3 separate regions of the Mus musculus genome follow, and regions 2 and 3 are each linked to region 1. The links are chromatin contacts, called in public Hi-C and Micro-C maps. All regions are on one chromosome and are shown on one strand. Each heading gives the region's core, a stretch centred on a gene start, on an enhancer-like site or on the middle of the called end of the contact. The rest is flanking DNA. Distances are from core to core; before and after follow the strand shown. Region 1 holds the start of Tc2n (tandem C2 domains, nuclear). Region 2 holds the start of Trip11 (thyroid hormone receptor interactor 11). Region 3 overlaps Trip11 (thyroid hormone receptor interactor 11).

The links. Hi-C and Micro-C count contacts between places; a contact is called where the count stands out from the background.
Region 2: a contact with region 1 is called in a Micro-C map of embryonic stem cells, with 8 times the contacts expected there. The contact joins the promoter of Trip11 here to the promoter of Tc2n in region 1. A contact is called at or near these places in 2 of 484 Hi-C or Micro-C datasets (both in embryonic stem cells) and 1 of 9 other capture datasets (pancreatic islet).
Region 3: a contact with region 1 is called in a Hi-C map of embryonic stem cells, with 1.7 times the contacts expected there. The contact joins the enhancer-like site here to the promoter of Tc2n in region 1. A contact is called at or near these places in 2 of 39 promoter capture datasets (the HPC-7 cell line and stem cell-derived epiblast-like cells) and 12 of 484 Hi-C or Micro-C datasets (the G1E-ER4 cell line, the HL-1 cell line, the HPC-7 cell line and 5 more).

What each region holds. Positions count from the first base shown.
Region 1 is chr12:101,716,672-101,720,168 of GRCm38.p6, reverse strand. It overlaps Tc2n (tandem C2 domains, nuclear), which reads left to right and starts at 1,646. Exons shown (of 12, transcript NM_001082976.2): 1 at 1,646-1,767.
Region 2 is chr12:101,911,474-101,914,970 of GRCm38.p6, reverse strand. Trip11 (thyroid hormone receptor interactor 11) reads left to right here and starts at 1,800. Exons shown (of 21, transcript NM_028446.1): 1 at 1,800-2,281. The coding sequence starts at 2,143. Gm20036 (predicted gene, 20036) reads right to left here and starts at 2,304. Exons shown (of 2, transcript NR_152255.1): 1 at 994-2,304; 2 at 1-376.
Region 3 is chr12:101,860,891-101,864,387 of GRCm38.p6, reverse strand. Trip11 (thyroid hormone receptor interactor 11) reads left to right here. Exons shown (of 21, transcript NM_028446.1): 16 at 1,696-1,795. Among named protein-coding and RNA genes, the nearest start is that of Fbln5, 44 kb to the right of the region's middle. Within about 2 kb of position 1,602, at least 6 of the 459 cell types and tissues checked have an H3K27ac peak or open chromatin away from gene starts, as enhancers often do. A contact at or near this core is called in embryonic stem cells, where this site is marked.

The DNA.
Region 1 (3,497 bases), core at 397-2,896:
GTGGGTACAGAAAATGTGGTTCATTTACACAATGCAATACTATTCAGCGATTAAAAAAACAACGATGTCATGAATTTTGCAGGCAAATGAATGGAACTAGAAACATTTCATGAGTGAAGTAATGGAGACCCCTATGAAAAGGCATGACAGGAGTCTCGTATAACTGGACAGGCTTCATCCAGCAATGGACCAAAAGAGATGCAGATACCTATAGCCAAATATTGCATGCAGATGGGGAACACTTATGGAAGAGTTAGGAAGGATTGAAGGCCCTGAAGGGGAAGGGGACACCACAGGATGACCAACAGAGTCAACTAACCTGGACCCCTGGAGCTCTTAGAGATTGAGCCACCAACCAAAGAACACACAAGGTCTGGAACAAGGCTCCAAGTCCATATGTAGCAGACAGGATGCCTTGTTTGACCTCAGTGTGAGAGGATGCTCCTAATCTGGCAGAGACTTGATGTGCCAGGGTGGTGGGGGAGACTCAAAGGGAGCATCCTCTTAAAGGAGAAAGGAAGGGGAGATGGGGGTAGGGACTCAATGAGGGAGGGATTGGGAAGGGGAGCAGCATTTGGGATGTAAATTAAAAAAAAGGGGTGGGTGATACATGGCCTTGTAGTTGACACAGGCAGTAGAAGACACAAAACAACCATAGTGAAGAGACTTGAACTGAATCTGAAAAATTTTAGTTTATGTTATTAATTTACATGCATGGTGTTTTGCCTTCATGTGTAAGTCTGCTCACAGAGGCCAGAAGAGGGTGCTGGATCCCCTGCAACTGGAGTTATAGATAATTGTGAACTTCGAGTCCCGTCTCCTCCCCCCCCCCCCCGGGGGCGCTGGGAATCAAATCCCAGTTGTCTTTAAGAAAACCACTGAAAGGTCTTTTCAGTTTATAATTAAACGTTTTATAAAGCATTAAAAGTCACAAAAAAACCAACTTCTCTGTTTTGAAAAAAGGGTACAGAGACAGCTCCAGCAAAAAGACTGAGTTTTAGGGGAGCCAAATTCAGAGTTCATCAGGCCAGTAGCTTTCCCTCTTTCCTTCTCCTTTTGTTTCACTCAGCACACTTCAAGTTCTGCCTGGTTGGGTTTGGTCTTTCAGGAGTGAGGATGCCCCAGGTCTTCAAGCTAGGTCCTGCTTAGAAACCAAGACAGCTGGAGCACTATTGTTCTAGGTGCTGAAAGTCCCACTCTGAGGGGCGGAGCGGACGCGAGGAGGGGCGGGGCTGTCCTGGGAGGCGGGAATTCTGAGGTGGTGGGGAAGGGTACCTGTTTGAGTGAGTGAGTGAGTGAGTGAGTGAGTGAGTGAGTGAGTGAGTGAATGAGTGTGTGTGTGTGTGTGTGTGTGTGTGTGTGTGCGCGCTTGCTTGCTTGCTTGCTTGTGTGTTTTCTCCGTAGGGCAGGGAAGCATGAGAGGAGGGGGAGTAGCAACTTAAGAGCGTTGACCCGGCTTCCCCAAGGAGGGCCGGGGCTGTCCTGGAGACCGGTACCTCTGGGGTGGAGGAGGGGCACCTGACGGGGTGAGGGGCGTGGTGAGGTTTTGTTGGTCCTGAGCGAGCCGGGGCCCACAGGGCCGTGAGGGGCGGGGAAAGGGGCGTGGCCGCGTGAGGTGCTGGGAGGAGCTGAGCGCTGCTGTGTCAGTTACAGGTAGGCAGCCGGAGCGGTGGGACTCCTCCTTGGCGGTGGGTGCCGCGAGGGCGCCCGCCCCTCGAGAGCCCTGAGTGAAGGCGCCGGGAGGAGCGCCAGACCGCGGCGACGCAGGTGTGTCTCTCGCTCCGGGCGGGCTTCTGGGGGCTGTGGGGCGCGTGCGAGAGCGGCCTCTGCCCGCGGGCTTCTGGCCGAGGTGCAACGCAGCCGGGTGCTTTCAGTCTCTGAGACTCTTTAGCGTCCGTCCGTCCGTCCAGGCTCGCGGTGGCGTAGGTGCGCCGGCTGTTCCCGAGAGCCCATCGGACGCCTGCGGTGCGGAGGCCGGTTCCCTCCGCGAGGCTGGGCGGGTGGCCTCAGTGAGACGCCGGACCGCGGCCGCCCTGGCGCCGACCCGAGCCTGCCCCTGTCCGCTCGGGTTCGCGAGCCTCAGGTGCGCTCCGGTCTGTGAGAGGCGAGCGAGGCAGCAGCCTCGGGACTTTACCTGCGAAGCTTTGGAGCTGCGAAAGGGTGTCAAGTGCCAGTTTCCCATTTCTTTTTGCACTTCTCAATATGGTTTCTACCTCATATGTGCTTTTTCTTTCTCTCTCACGCTCTACTATGATTTTCCTTCAATATAGGGAGATAGAATAGTTAAGTTGTGGGATAGATACCAAACCAAACATTTGTTTAGAATATTTTAAAGGAAGGATATTTTAAAGGAAGAATATTTTAAAGGAAGAGCATATAGTTTTTGCTTTTGTAATTAAAATATTTTTTGGTAGGCAACCGGTAGAGTTGTATCTTCCCTTTTACCGTAACAGAATCTACAGCAACCCCCATTTTTTCCTACATGTTTAATATTCAACTTGATTAAAACCATTTCTAGAAGGAAGTTAATAGTATTTGGGTCTGAGATTCGAGGGCATTTGTTTTTTTATCATTCCCTTTGTAATTGTTTTTCAGTACAGATTGCTAGTGAACATTTTGCCCTTATAACTAGGAGAGAGTACTTTTTTATCCTTCACAAAAATTTAACTAGGTCTTGAACTTTGGTTCATTTGAATTATAATTATTCACGAATAGAACTTATTGATGAAGAAATTAACTCAGGTTGAGAGAAAACAAGTTAAGGTTCCTTTAGGACATCTGGCAGTGTTGTCTAGCTGGCAGCAAGATTTATCGGTAATAGGTTTTTCTGAAGCTAGACTCAGAAATTGTGTAAGGGTATAAAAGACCGTTTAAGTAGGTACAGAATCAGAAGAGAGAAAGACCACAGAAATTATGAATATTTTAAGTGATGGGTACAGGCAACCAAGGAGACTGAAGAGGCTTTGAGAAAAAAGAGAAATTCTAGAAGACAGTGGAAATAGGAATCAGGAGAGGAGAGTTTTAATGAAGTGTTCAAGTGACATGAGTCAAATGGATTAGGAAATAAAGTACCTATTGACTTTAGTAACTAGTGGAGAGGGTCTTTGCTTTCAGCATACGTAATTTGAGTCAAATAGTAAGGGCAGAAGCCAAACTTGAATTAATTTGAGTTGTAAATAGAGGATAAAGAAGTAGAAAATAGTGAGTGTAGAATCTATATTTTGAGAAAAATTAGGAACAGTGACAACAATGGCTATTAGAAGGGAGTTTATTGTGAAATTGGAAAGAATATAAAGACCATAGAATAGCTTTTTGTTAAAATCCATTTTCTTCTCTCAAACTTTGGAAACTGAGAACAAGTAGCTGATCACAATGAATAGCACTATTTATAAATTGTGAATAATGATATTTTAGTACTGCATCTTGTATATTGGGTTCAGGAGTTGCTATTAGTATTTAAACTACAATTCAGATTGTATTTAACTTGAAGTCCAGTA
Region 2 (3,497 bases), core at 551-3,050, 190 kb before region 1:
ATTCTGTCAAATCTTTCTCTGGTTCGTCACATTGTCCCTTAATTAGACATCACTTTCAAACAAGGCTGCTTCCTTCTACAAACTTGCCTTATCTTCATGTTAGGGATTAGAGGTGTGTACTAAGGGTGTGTCTGTATTCCAGCCAGACCATACTGTATTCCAGGGTTTTTCTGTATTCTGCCCAGTTCCTGTGGGCTTAGAAGATCTTTGGATGTGATCCCTTGTCAGAGCACCCATGGTGTTGGATTAAAATTCCCCTATAAGGTCATGAGATTCTGGTCTTGTCTTAGAGTTTTCTCCTAAGCACCCAGAATTCTCACAGGATTTCATTCTTGGACCATGTTCCAGCAGACACGGAGCTTTAGAGGATTTATACCTACAGAAAAAAGGAGATTACAGTTGCTAAACTTTTCAGTCATTCATGAACCCAACTAAATTCATGTCACTCATCACTCATCATTCTAGACGGAATAAAAGCCAGAGTCCTGTTCATGGGCTACTGGGCCCTTGGGACTCAACTTCTTCATGCCTTCTGGGTCCATACTTACAAATATTCCCCAATTCATTCTTAAGCCATCCTTGCCTTCTTATAAATTCTCAAAATTGCCAGGGGCCTCCAGCCAAAGGGACTTTATTATACTCAGTTATGTCTTATTGTCTAGATAAGCTATATGGGAGCGCCCCCCCCCCATAGCTGTATCTCTCACTTGCTCATTTCAAGTCTCTATGCAAGATTATCTTATTGTGGAGTCCTCAGCCATTTTCTACATCCCCAGGGCTCAACCTACTGTGGCATGCCCATACTCTCCTTACCTTACCCTGTTTTACTTTCTCCCTAACATTCCCTAGTGCCCAGAATTAACAGTAGACATGTTAAATCATTTGACGACTATATATACTACACTTAAAAACACTGTATTGGGCATGATGGTACATTCTTGTAATCCAGTACTCATGAGGTAGAAGCAGAAGGGTCATCAGTTCAAAACCAACCTGGATTATAGGAGAGCCTATCTCAAACAAGGGCTGAGGATGTGGCTAAGCCGAAAAGCCTCAATGCCTGTACAAGTCTCTGGATTTGATCTTCAGCACCAAAAATTCTCCATCATTCAAGCTGAAAGTGTAGCTCGTCAACCCCACCCCCAATGACAGTGTTCTGGCCTGCTGCTTCTCTTGGGTGTGTGTCTTTTCTTCATTTTCTTGTCTTCCTTACTACTAGCCACGTGTCTCTGTCCAATTCCTTGTTCTGGGACACGGAAGCTGAAAAACCCTCGGAGGCAACCCCTAAATTCAAATAGATATCTGGTGAAAATTATTCAGAGAGGGATCATTTGAGAGGCGGTCATGGGATCCCACAATCCTTTAAGTGCATGGTAACTGAAAACAAACACCAAAACAAGGGTTTTCTGCCTGGACATTTGAATTGCAACCCGCTTTTTCAGCTTTGTAGCCTCGTTTCCAACCCTCTGGCACGGATGCTCTTATATCCGCAGACGCTGGATAATAGAGTAATGCAGATGGATTGAGGTTGCTTCCCTGTGGGGTGGGACGACCCTATCGAATCCTAGCGATGCAATAGCTCTTGTAGACAGGATCAGAAGGCACTGTCAAGGGTTACTTCCTCTTACAAACAAAAGCAGCTGCGCAGGTGGGAAGAGCCACCGCCGCCGCCACTGCCTTTTCGGTCTCCACCTAAAGTTCCGCAGGTTACGCGGAAGTCACGGATCTGGCTGGCCCATTTACTTGGTCCTCCGCGATCCCACGGTCCTTCGCGCCCGGGACGCCTCTGGCAGCGGCCCTTCTACGCTATCGCGAAGCTTCTCTATGGTCACTGCCGCTTTCCCGGCAGTGTCATGGCGGCCGGCGTTGAGTTGGCAGGACTGGCCCACGAAACTGAGGAAAGTCAGTAAAGCTGAGAAAGAAGTAGTGCAGCCGCACGGCGGGAAGCCGTGGGAATGAGCAGAGGCCTCGCGGGGCCCACGGTGTCCACAACGGCGAACCCTTGGTGAAGCGTCAGGCCGGGCCTCGGCTTTCTGACGCGGCCGTTGGTGGGAGTGCCGTGTCCTGCGAGTCCTCAGCGTCTGGATCCGCACCAGCTTCGGCGTCCAGGGACATTTGGAGAGGACGTGTCCACCCGCAGCGATGTCGTCCTGGCTCGGGGGCCTCGGCTCCGGCTTGGGCCAGTCTCTCGGTCAAGTAGGGGGCAGCCTGGCTTCCCTCACTGGCCAGATTTCGAACTTCACGAAGGATATGCTGTTGGAGGGCACGGAGGATGTGCCAGGTAACAGCTGGAGCGAGGGCGGTGGGGCTCGGTTGGGATCCACTTGGTTCCGGGTCCGGTCGGTCGGCAGACGCGGACGGGTCCCGAAGGAGTCACTCCACGCTTTTTTCTCTGCTCTCCTCCCTTTACCTCCGTAGCCGCTTTTCCAGCCTTCAGGACCACGGTGGAGAATTCTGGACCTCTCCCCTCATTGAATACGCTGGATAGCTCAGCGAAGTGGACCTGCTGTTTCTATGCCGAATAGGGTTATTTGGGTGGCCCATGCCTATTACTTACTTCGCCCATAGTTTGGGGGCTGATCTCACTTTGATCCTATTCCTTTAGTATGACAACTAAAGTATGGCAATTGCCCTCCTTCCCCCCAAATACTTTGTAACATTAATTACTCAAGATTAAACACTTGATCTGGCTTTAGCACGTTGTTAGGGGAATAGGGCTGTTTTTCTATTCAATTGTTTTCTAATTTTGCTCATCTTGAAGACACTTTGCAGCTGAAAACGTAGTTTTGTGTAGGATGGCACATTCTCCCATACTTTTGGAGAACTTTATCTTTTGAGAATCTTACCTACCTTTACTCACTTTAAAACTTGAAAAATATTGTGGTGTCTCTGTCTGTCTGTCTGTCTGTCTCTCTGTGTGTGTGTGTGTGTGTGTAAATGATGCACATATGCATGAGTGTCTACCTCATCGCCCGTGTGTGGAGGCCAGTAGACAACATTGTGGAGTTCTCTTTTCCCCTTTAGGTGGAATTTGAGGATGGAATTCCTTTTACTTTGCTTGAACGACAAACACCTTTACTCACCCATTCACCTGGCCAGGCTCCTTCCCTTATTTTTGAAGTCATCATCTTGCCGTCCTAATGAATAGTGACCTAGAATTCGATTGTAATCAGTGGTTAGGTTAATTACTCTTCCGATTTCTTGACATTTGTTAAGCAAGGAAGTGAGGAGATCCAGCCTCTAAGAGCACTGGCTGCCCTCTCAGAGAACCCAGGTTCTATTCCCAGCACCCAGTGGCAGGTAGCTAGCTCACAACTTCATTCTGTTTTCAGAGACTCGGGTGTCACCTTTAGGCCTCAGCAGGCAGTAGGCACCCAAATTGTGCACAGACACACATCCATATCATAATACAATAATAATAATATATACTTTTAAAGTTTTAGTCAAGGTTTGCAGTGTAGATTAGGGTGTCCTGGAGCTGCCAGTCTTCCTGCCCC
Region 3 (3,497 bases), core at 353-2,852, 140 kb before region 1:
TATCCAAAATATATAAGAACTCAAGATGTTAGACTCAAAAAAACCAAATAACTCAGTTAAAAAATGGGGTACAGAGTTAAATGAATTCTCAATAGAGGAATCTCAAATGGCTGGGAAGCACTTAAAAAAAAAAAAGTTCAACATCCTTAGTCATCAGGGAAATGTAAATCAAAAACAACCCTGAAATTCTATCAGAATGCCCAAGGCCAAAAAAAAAAAAAAACACCCTTCAAGTGACAGCACATGATTGCAAGGATGTGGAGCAAAAGGAATACTTCTCCATTGCTGGTGGGAGTGCAGACTAGTACAACTACTCTGGAAATCAGTCAACTATGAGAGTGGTTTTGATGGTGCGATGACAGGGTAGTTCTTCTGACATTTAGTAGGCTAGGGATTATCAAAAGTATATTTATTGTTGGACGTGGTGGCACATGCCTTTAATCCCAGCACTCGGGAGGCAGAGGCAGGTGGATTTCTGAGTTCGAGGCCAGCCTGGTCTATAAACGTGAGTTCCAGGACAGCCAGGGCTATACAGAGAAACCCTGTCTCAAAAAACCAAAAAAAAAAAAAAAAAAAAAAAATTGTAATTTATTGAGAAATACTGTATTGCAAATTTAAACAGGGAGAACAAAATATTTTACAATAAACTCTTGACTATCTGTGCAGTCTAGAAGTAAGGTGGATTTTAATCTCCATTAAACTCAAACTATAAGAGTAAAGGAGAGGGCTGGTGAGATGGCTCAGTGGGTAAGAGCACCCGACTGCTCTTCTGAAGGTCCAAAGTTCAAATCCCAGCAACCACATGGGGGCTCACAACCATCCGTAACAAGATCTGACACCCTCTTCTGGAGTGTCTGAAGACAGCTACAGTGTACTTACATATAATAAATAAATAAATCTTTAAAAAAAAAAAAAAAAAAAAAAAAAAAGAGTAAAGGAGAGCCTGTGTCCCTACAAAGGGGTTAAAAGGCTAGTAGCCAGTAGACCAATTTGAGACCTCATTTTCATTGCCCAGAGAACAAAGGGTTTCTGTCTTGTATAAGGCACTTGCACAAACTGATGGTGAGACAGTGAGGTAGAGATACACAAGCTCTGAGTACACTGAGTTATCCATACCAGTGTCAGGGCCATACTTGTTCTTGTGATCATGTGCCTGATGCTGCTGAGAGTTCCTGTGCATTCTTGTTGATGGTGGGCTTCATTTAACAAGTGGGGGATTTGCTTATGTGTTAGCTTACAAAAATTTAAAAGAACAAAACCATTTGTTACTGAATTTGTTGACTGTATATATCTTTTAAATGGTTTATCTTGTTACTGTTACTTAAAAAATTGTTATCTTTTAGTAGCATCTTTTTTTTTTTTTTTTGAGACAGGGTTTCTCTGTATAGCCCTGGCTGTCCTGGAACTCACTTTGTAGACCAGGCCGGCCTCGAACTTAGAAATCCGCCTGCCTCTGCCTCCCGAGTGCTGGGAGTAAAGGCGTGCGCCACCAAGCCTGGCCTATAGCATCTTTATTTAGTTTCTGTAAAAGGGCATGGATCCATTGTAAAGGGTTATGAGGTCAGTAGGTTGCCCATGGCCACTGAGGTGCAGCTTCGCCACTGGCTGAGCTATTGATTGATTCTGAAGCACCTCCCAGCCCAGTAGTTGGCAGGACACTTTGCACACTGTTTTTAATAAGCTTTCCTCCCCCAGGAACGTTTGGATGAAGCAAATGCTGCACTGGATTCAGCATCAAGACTTACAGAACAGTTAGATTTAAAAGAAGAGCAAATTGAAGAACTTAAAAAGCAAAGTAGGTCTTTTTTCTTTGTTCTCTCTTACCGTGCTTCTGTTGACTCTGGTGTGCTCTTCTGCTCTACCTTGGCACAGCTGAGTGAGGCAAGGTTGTTGGACTTCAATTGCTTCAATTTGCATCTGAATCTAATGGAATGAGAGTCATTCGGAGAGCCTGGCTGTCCAGTCAGCTCTCCTGGATAGTGAGCTGTGACTTTGTGTTGCCTGTCACCTATTGATCAAGGGGGCTGATTTGACTGATCCAGTTTTTATGGTTTTGTCTTCTTGATGATAGTTCATGGTACAGCTGATATCCAACAGGCTAGAGAGGGCACATTCTCAGGTGAGGTACTGGGTAACTCTGTGAAGTTACACTCAGTGGCTAAGTTGTGCATGGCCTTATCCCCAGGCACTCAGTACACTTGGGTTTGGTGCTTGTAAAGTTTCCCAGTTCTGTCCGTTCTTTAAAGCTGATGCCTCTACTCATTATCAACTGAACCTCAATGATAGGGTGGGTCTAATGGCATCATTAAATCTAATTCTTGTTTAGGTATAGCCAGGGGCTTGAAGCTTTTCTGGGGCTGTGTAATTAGTAATGATTTAGAGAGATTGGGTAGGTGGTAAGAACCTAGGAATGCATTGGCTGAGATGTCTCTGTTGCCATAGCAGTAACACCTCTGTTAAGAAATTAAGAAATATATACCATGTATCACAAAATGGAGATCAGAAAACACAAAATAGAAGTAGCTGGAACAACAGAGATGCTGTTAAAACAGGGACAGTGATGTGGACACTCAGAAAGTAAGCCCACAAGAACCACTGGCCCACAGGTACAACCTAAATAATTCAGCCTAGATCCCCCAGGAGACCCCAAGTGAACACAACAAAATAGTAATAAATGCAAGGGAGTTGGCATCACTGGGATAACTTCACTCTGAGACATTGTTCTGAGTTTTGATATTATATGAGTTGATTAGCATGGGAACTCTGAGTCTCACGTAGCCCTAGAACTAGGCAGCAGGGGACCAATGGAGTGTGCATCTGTTGTGAACAGGCGCCCTAACAAAGGCTTAGTGCTTAGTCTTTTCCTTACTTGCTATTAGTGGAGACCATCAGTCCCCTCTAGGTCATAGACACTGAGATGGCCTTGCAGGTCTCTGTACTGGCACCAAAGCTTCTATCTTTCCGCACCACTAATTCTATCAAGGGAATGGGTGTTTGTAAAGTGCCTGACTTGTCCTCTGCTCTCCGTGGTTCCTGTGGAGATATAGTGGTGTCCTTCTTACTGTGCCCTCACTATTGAAATGACTTCTTTAAGGAGAGGAAGCATATTTGTGAATATAATCTAGCTAGCTAGAAGGCCAGTGCAACTGCAGTGTCAGTTGGAAGCTGTGGTGAGACAAAGGAACCTGAGCACCCAGAGGACTGGCCAAGGCCTTCTTGGGGCTGAGCTGTCAGTGGAGGGGAAACGGTGAGTTCTGCATCAAATCACTTGTCTGAGTGTGACATCTTGGTGCCAGGAGCCCTGGATATCAAAGGCCATGTCCCCTTTAGACATTTACCTGAATCACTCACAGTAGACCATGGTCACATAAAGAAGAGTCTATGACTAACTATTATAGTGTTTGGTATTTGGACAAGCACCTATTTAAACTTCTAGGAGTAGAAAATTTTCAGTTTTTCTTCATTGTGTCTGGTAGGGCAGGTGGCCGAGGTTCCTA